2 separate regions of the Pan troglodytes genome follow, and region 1 is linked to region 2. The links are chromatin contacts, called in public Hi-C maps. All regions are on one chromosome and are shown on one strand. The core of a region is the stretch at or near the end of the contact, and the rest is flanking DNA. Distances in the headings are between cores, read along the strand shown. Region 1 holds the start of ACADS (acyl-CoA dehydrogenase short chain). Region 2 holds the start of POP5 (POP5 homolog, ribonuclease P/MRP subunit).

Region 1 (3,527 bases), core at 397-2,896, 140 kb after region 2:
CTGACCTCAGGTGATCAACCTGCCTCGGCCTCCCAAAGTTCTGGGATCACAGGTGTGAGCCACTGTGGCTGGCCATAAAGGTAGGCTTATTAAGAAATACTTTAACTACAGTAAAATTTACCTCAATTAAGAGTATTGATGCATTTTGACAAATGAATACTTTTATTACCCATCACAATCATGATATAGGACATTTCCATCGTACCCACTCAGAAAGTTCCTGAGTTCCTTGTGTTTGCAGCCAGGTGACTTCCCCCACTTCGCCTCTTGCAACCACTATCTGATTCTGTCTCTATTGGAAAACTTGGATACTTTTAAAATGAAATTTGAACGTTCATATTTACAGTCACAAATTCTCAAGAGTCTGGTTTAGATGCTTTGTGGCACCTGAAGCAATTATTATTGGCCTTTGCTCACAAACACAACTCACTTATTTCTCCCTTTTCTCCTGCTTCTTCATCGTTTCTTCCACCCAGGGCTGGTTCCCAGGTGGGATGACTGAAAGGTGAGGAAGCCCTTAGAGCATTTGCCAGTGGGAGCCATTCATTTGACTTTAAAGTACTGAGAATTTAGAGGCGTTCTTTTAAATGCATTATTTGAAAAGAAAGGTAACACATTAAGGACTTTGCTGCATCTTTTGATTGGCTTTCCTCTAGGAAGTAGTGACCGAGGTTTCCACTTTCCTCCAAGAGGAAGAGACAGAAGTTTTGGCAAATAGGTCAATGCTGGGAACAGATGCCTGCCTGGCTGAGTGCTGGGAAAGAAAGGCAGTTGGAGGGATGTGTGGGTGCCTGGGAGGGCGTGGGTGGTGCCCAGGAGGCTATGGGAATCAGAATCACACTTGCACAAGAGAAGACCCTTATGGGACAAGTAAAATCAGCATAGTTTCTTGGGCGGGGCAAAGGTGTCCTGATGAGGATGCTAGGGGTCAAATATGTGGCTGGGTTCTGCCCCAATCGGGAATGAGACAGACAGTACTGAAGTGGAACGGGGGTAGCATCTCCACCCACCTTCACAGCCTCTGGGGAAAAGAAAGCTTTCCTTGCAGCCCAACTCCAGGGGCCTAAATATTGAGCACCAACACAAGACAGGTCCTTGAGCTTCTCGGAGCGAGTCGGGGAAGCAGATAATTTCAGATGCAAAGTGCCTTGAATAAACAGAACGAAAGATAGAGAGCCGGAGGGGAGAAACGGCTTGGTGTGGTCAGGGCAGGCATCCATGAGACCTGAACGAAGAGGGGGCATTCCAGACAAAAGGAACAGTGATCACAGAGGCCCCGAGTCAGGAACCAGCTAAGGGTCTTAGAGAAGAGCTGCCTCGTAAAGCTAAGCAACAATAACCAGGGAACGGTGGGCATGGGCCCTGATAGACAAGGCAGGTCTTGGCTTTTTAAGCCGTAGAATTGGATTTTAGGAGGGATGGGCCCGCCGACAAAGCCAACAAAGTTTTAACCCGAAGATCGCTATCTTATTTATGCTTTAAAAAGACCTCTCTGGCCTTTCTGCGAAGCTCTATCCTTAGCTTTCTCTTGTTAGCATTTTGATTAACGAATGTGGGCACGAACAGCCAGCTGACCGACCGCGCGCGCAGTCGAGCGTCGGTTCATCGCCTTGGGAGGGACCACTGGAGGCCCCGCCCCCTGGCCGCGAGCGCACCTCGGCCCCGCCCCCGAGGCCCTACGGGCGTGGCCTCTGCCCCGGGTCCCGCCCCCCAGCACTCCGGAACGGCGCGCTCGCAGCGGTAGGTCGCGAAGCCTGGGACTGTGTCTGTCGCCCATGGCCGCCGCGCTGCTCGCCCGGGCCTCGGGCCCTGTCCGCAGAGGTGAGTGCGCTGGGGATCCGTACGGCGGGGCTGCAGCCCGCGCCTGGCCCAGCGGGCGGAGGTCCTGGCGGCCGGCTCTGTCAGAGCCGCTGGCAGGCGGAGCCCCACTTCGGGAGCGCTCACGGCCTTTGCCCCAGTTCTGCTGCTCCTTGCGCCGACCCAGCCCGGCCCTTCAGGCGTCCCTGGTTCCTGCACAGACCCCTACCCCCCGATTGACCCCAGCCACCAGCCCAGTTCCCAGTTCCCATATCTCCCTCCCTTCATTTCACCCCCACTAGAGGTTCAGGGTGCGTCCTTCTTCCGGAGCCAGGCCTGGGATTGAACCAGACCCGCATCTGTGACCTTGGGCAAGACAGCCCCTCCTCAGCCTCGGTTGGCCCATGTGTAAAATGTCCACAGAGAAAATCAGAGTTGTTGGGAGGATTAAATCATAGGGTATGTAAAGCACTTCGTGCCTGGCGTGTAACAGGTGTTCCACAAATGCTCGTTCTTGCTGGTTAATACAGTACCTTTCCCATCTTACGTGTCTCCAGTTGTAGCAGCCGTGACACATATAGCCACGGCTTCCTTTGCCTGGCCTGAATTACAAGGGGAACGCTACTGAGAACTGTGTTAAGCGCTAGTTAGTCTTTCTTTCGCACTCCGAGGAGCGGAATACTATTCGCCTCCACTTGTTATAGAAACGGAGGCTCACTGACGTTTAAAACCCTTGCCTAAGGTCACAGAGCTGAGGTCTTATTACTGTTGGTATTATACTGAGGACTGAAGGATGTAGTGTATGGAAATGTCTAGTGAGTGTACTAAGCATTCAGTTAGTATGGGGTTTTCAGTGGCCGCCATGGACATTTTGGGCTGGCAGTTCTTTGTTGTGGGGGCTGTCCTCTGCCTTGTTGGATGTTCAGCAGGGATCCCGGACCCCTATCCACTGGGTACCAATAGCATTCCCCTGCTCTAGTTGTGACAACTAAAACTGGCTCCAGACATTGTGAGATGTCCCTTGGAGGGCAAAATCCTCCCTGGTGAGTTAGTGGGTCACTAGGATTCTTGGAGACCTCCTGCCTCCTCCTTCCACTCACTTCTGCCCTTGCCGGCAGCTCTCTGTCCTAGGGCCTGGCGGCAGTTACACACCATCTACCAGTCTGTGGAACTGCCCGAGACACACCAGATGTTGCTCCAGACATGCCGGGACTTTGCCGAGAAGGAGTTGTTTCCCATTGCAGCCCAGGTGGATAAGGAACATCTCTTCCCAGCGGCTCAGGTGAGAGTGCAACCTCAGCAGCCCACGATGGTGGTCTGCCCTCTGCTACTGGATGAATGGTGGCAGTGACAGTCAGCGGCACTCGGACTCTGGTAGAGGAACCCCAAAGCAGGGCCTGGAACCCAGAAAATGCTCTGGAAGTTTCCCTTGTCCAGCCTGTGGCCAGTAGCCAGGACTTAACTTCTGGGACAACAGTAATATGTGGTGGATGGTCAGTTGCTTACTGTGCCAGCCACTGTGCTCATTCTAAATAGTGCCTTTAGGGTGTTTGGCATGCACTAGGCACTGTTCTTGAGATGGGTTATCTCATCTGTTCCTCACAACGGTCCTGTGAGGTGAAGGTACTATTCTTATTTATTTATTTTTTTGAGACGGAGTTTCACTCTTGTGGCTCAGGCTGGAGTGCAATGGTGCGACCTCGCCTCACTGCAGCCTCTGCCTCCCGAGT
Region 2 (3,135 bases), core at 159-2,658:
ACTTTGGGAGGCTGAGGTGGGCAGATCACTTTAAGTCAGGAGTTCGAGGCCAGCCTGGCCAACATGATGAAACCCCGTCTCTACTAAAAATACAAAAATTAGCTGGGTGTGGTGGTGCGCACCTGTAATTCCAGCCACTCAGGAGGCTGAGGCATGAGAATCACCTGAACCCAGGAGGCAGAGGCAGCAATGACCCCCGATCTCGCTGCTGCACTCCAGCAGCCTGGGCAACAGCCAGACTGTCTCGAAAAAAGGAAAACTTTGGAGTAACAGAGCCTACTATGTGCCAAAAGTATGTTGTAGGCAAGTGGCACGTAGATCAGCGAGTAAAAGAGAAAAGCCAAAACACCCACTGTGTTGCACACCACTCAGAACTGGTGAATGAATTTAGAATTGAAAATGCTTTCTAATTCACTAGTTAATTCAATAAATAGGAGCAGGTAGGAGGCGATCCGTTTTAATTTAGGAAAAACCCCCACAAAACCCTTGCCTGAAAAACAGGCTGTTTTACTGCATTTGGGCTCCGTAATTATTGTAGCAGTCAGCTCTCAGTCTCACCTGACTTAGGAGAGTTAAGTCTATCTGCATTTAACTCTCCAGAAGTCAATCTCAAACAAGGTAAAAGTGGGAACTAATTTAAGTGGTGTGAAAGAAGGGCCCCTCTGTCCTAGCTCATCCTGTATTTACATATATTGACAATCATGTGTTCTGTACTTTACCAACTATTTAAGGGCTTTCCCGGGGTACTTTTGACAATTTTTTTCCATGTGATGTTAATGTAATCGGTCATATAATAGCTCTTACTAGGAAGTATACACAGCTTCCCTCATTTAATTCTCTACCCTATCAAATACAATCACAACCAATTACAGAAATTACCTGTCAAGCAGGTAAAAAGAGGCTTCTAGCTCAAAGCCCCACTGCCTTCGGGCCCCTCCTTTTAGCGCTCTGCTAATTTCGGACTCTCGCTTGGGGTTCCAGGCGCTTAAAGAGATACCTTACAAAAAACGGTGCACGGGCTTGGCCACTCGTGCCCCTTCTTTCTTCCTCCGGCGCCTGCCCCCTCCACATCCCGCCATCCTCCCGGGTTCCCCTCTTTCCCCAGCGCCCTTGCACCCGCGAAGCCGATGGAGCAGGCGGCTGCGCCGAAAGTTCCGTGCACCCTGGCGATCGTGTCCCGTACGAGGCTGCTCAGAACTCGGTCATCGAGGCTTAGGCGGCAGCGGGGGTCGTCAGACACCAGTTCGCAGAGCAGGTACCTGCGGCAGGCGAGAGGAAGGTGGACACTAGCGGGGCCGCGAGGACCCAGCAAGGCACTGGGAGGGTCTGGAACGGAATGCTTACCTGTGCTTGAACCGCACCATGGCTGCCTCCGCGCTCTCCGGTCCGGCGTGCAAACCGGATGTGAGTTCTGCCCGCTGCCAATGGGAAGCTTGCTTCCGCAGCCTTTCAGCCATTCAGAGAAGGAGACAGGATATTAGGGCGGAGCTAGAAAGTTGAGAGGCCGAAGTCTGTCAGCTCCCTCAAGCCCCGCCCAACTGCGTTTGTAAGCGCGCATGCGTCCTGCGGAGGGTCACTGACTAGTTTGAGGGCTGAACCCCGGGATGGAGCGGCTTGCAGCTGTAATGGATGGTTCTGTTGCACACTGAAGTTTACAATAGTGTGTAGGATGCAGCCGCTACCCTTGGGGCCCTGGGAACCTTGCACCACAGTTATGTATGCGAGTATATTCTCTCCCCAAGGTGAACGGTGGAGCTTTTGAGGGCAAGACCCTGCACCTCACAGCCCAGGGATTGACAAACGGGAAATCGGACTTTTATTTTCAGGTTTGAGCTCAGTTTAATTCTTCCATACAGCTAAATATGCTATTGCTGTTTGGGCCTTTCAGCAATCTTAGGGAGGCGAGTGTGCCGTCTCGTTTTTTGCTCGCAGAAACAATACGTGGTCATTGTATTTTCCATTTCCGTTTACCTTTTTTTTTTTTAACAGAAAAGCACAAAGAAGCAAATAAATTATAATCCCAGCACTGAGAGAGAATAACTGTTGTCGTGTAGTGTGTTTTCTTCTGTCATTTTCCCCCTGCGCCAGTGGTTCTCAAAGTGCCGTCTGGGGACCACTGAGATTTCCTAAATTCACTCGATTTGGGAGTCCCCGAAGTCAAAATTACTTTCATAATAATGCTAAGATGTTACTTGTCTTTTTCATTCTCTCTGAGTGAACAGTCAAGTTTTCCAGAGGCTGCTTGACGTGATGACGTCACTGCTCTAGGAATTGTGTATTGTTTTTTAAACGTTTCTCAACTTTAATGTCCATAGTAAATATAACCCACAAAACTAAAAGCTCTTGGGCATCCTCAGTAACGTGTGTAAAGGGGTCCTGAGACAGAGAAAACAGCTTGAGAACTATGCCCTCTGTTAAATTATGCTTTTTTCTTTTATTTTTAAGTATTTAAAAAAAAGTCTTATGGGGTATTACATAAAGTACATATTCTTAAGTGTACATCTCAATGAATTTTTACATATGGATAGACTTCTATAACCACCTCCAAGATTAAAATAAAGAGCATTTCCAGTATCCCAGAAGGTTCCCTGAGCCCTCTTCCAGTCAAATTGCTTACTGCTATCAGCCACTATTACCACTTCTACCCTGCTAGATTAATTTTGCCTGTTCTTAAACTTTATATAAATGCAGCCAGGAGGCTGGCTGCAACCTCTGCCTCCTGAGTTCAAGCGATTCTCCTGCCTCAGCCTCCCGAGTAGCTGGGATTACAGGCACCTGCCACCACGACCAGCTAATTTTTGTATTTATTTATTTAGTTTTTTGAGACGGAGTCTCACTCTGTTGCCCAAGCTGGAGCATGATCTCAGCTCACTGCAACCTCTGCCTCCTGGATTCAGGCGATTCTCCTGCCTCAGCCTCCCAAGTAGCTGGGACTACAGGTGTGTGCCACCACAACTGGATAATTTTTGTATTTTTAGTAGGGACAGGGTTTCCCCATGTTGGCCAGGCTGGTCTTGAACTCCTGACCTCAGGTGATCCACCCACCTCGGCCTCCCAAAGTGCTGGGATTACAGGCGTGAGCTACCACGCCTGGCCATTTGGCTATATTTTCATGTCAGCTCTTCAGCGACAATA

The links. A called contact is a pair of places that touch in the nucleus more often than the background predicts.
Region 1: a Hi-C map of induced pluripotent stem cells shows a contact between it and region 2, with 4 times the contacts expected there. The contact joins the promoter of ACADS here to the promoter of POP5 in region 2. A contact is called at or near these places in 3 of 7 Hi-C or Micro-C datasets (induced pluripotent stem cells and stem cell-derived neural progenitor cells), 1 of 1 datasets of contacts at active chromatin or transcription factors (stem cell-derived excitatory neurons) and 1 of 1 other capture datasets (stem cell-derived neural stem cells).

What each region holds. Positions count from the first base shown.
Region 1 is chr10:127,539,001-127,542,527 of NHGRI_mPanTro3-v2.0_pri, forward strand. It overlaps ACADS (acyl-CoA dehydrogenase short chain), which reads left to right and starts at 1,647. Exons shown (of 10, transcript XM_001162935.6): 1 at 1,647-1,821; 2 at 2,916-3,079. The coding sequence starts at 1,776.
Region 2 is chr10:127,394,782-127,397,916 of NHGRI_mPanTro3-v2.0_pri, forward strand. It overlaps POP5 (POP5 homolog, ribonuclease P/MRP subunit), which reads right to left and starts at 1,409. Exons shown (of 5, transcript XM_509430.8): 1 at 1,345-1,409; 2 at 1,117-1,259. The coding sequence starts at 1,364.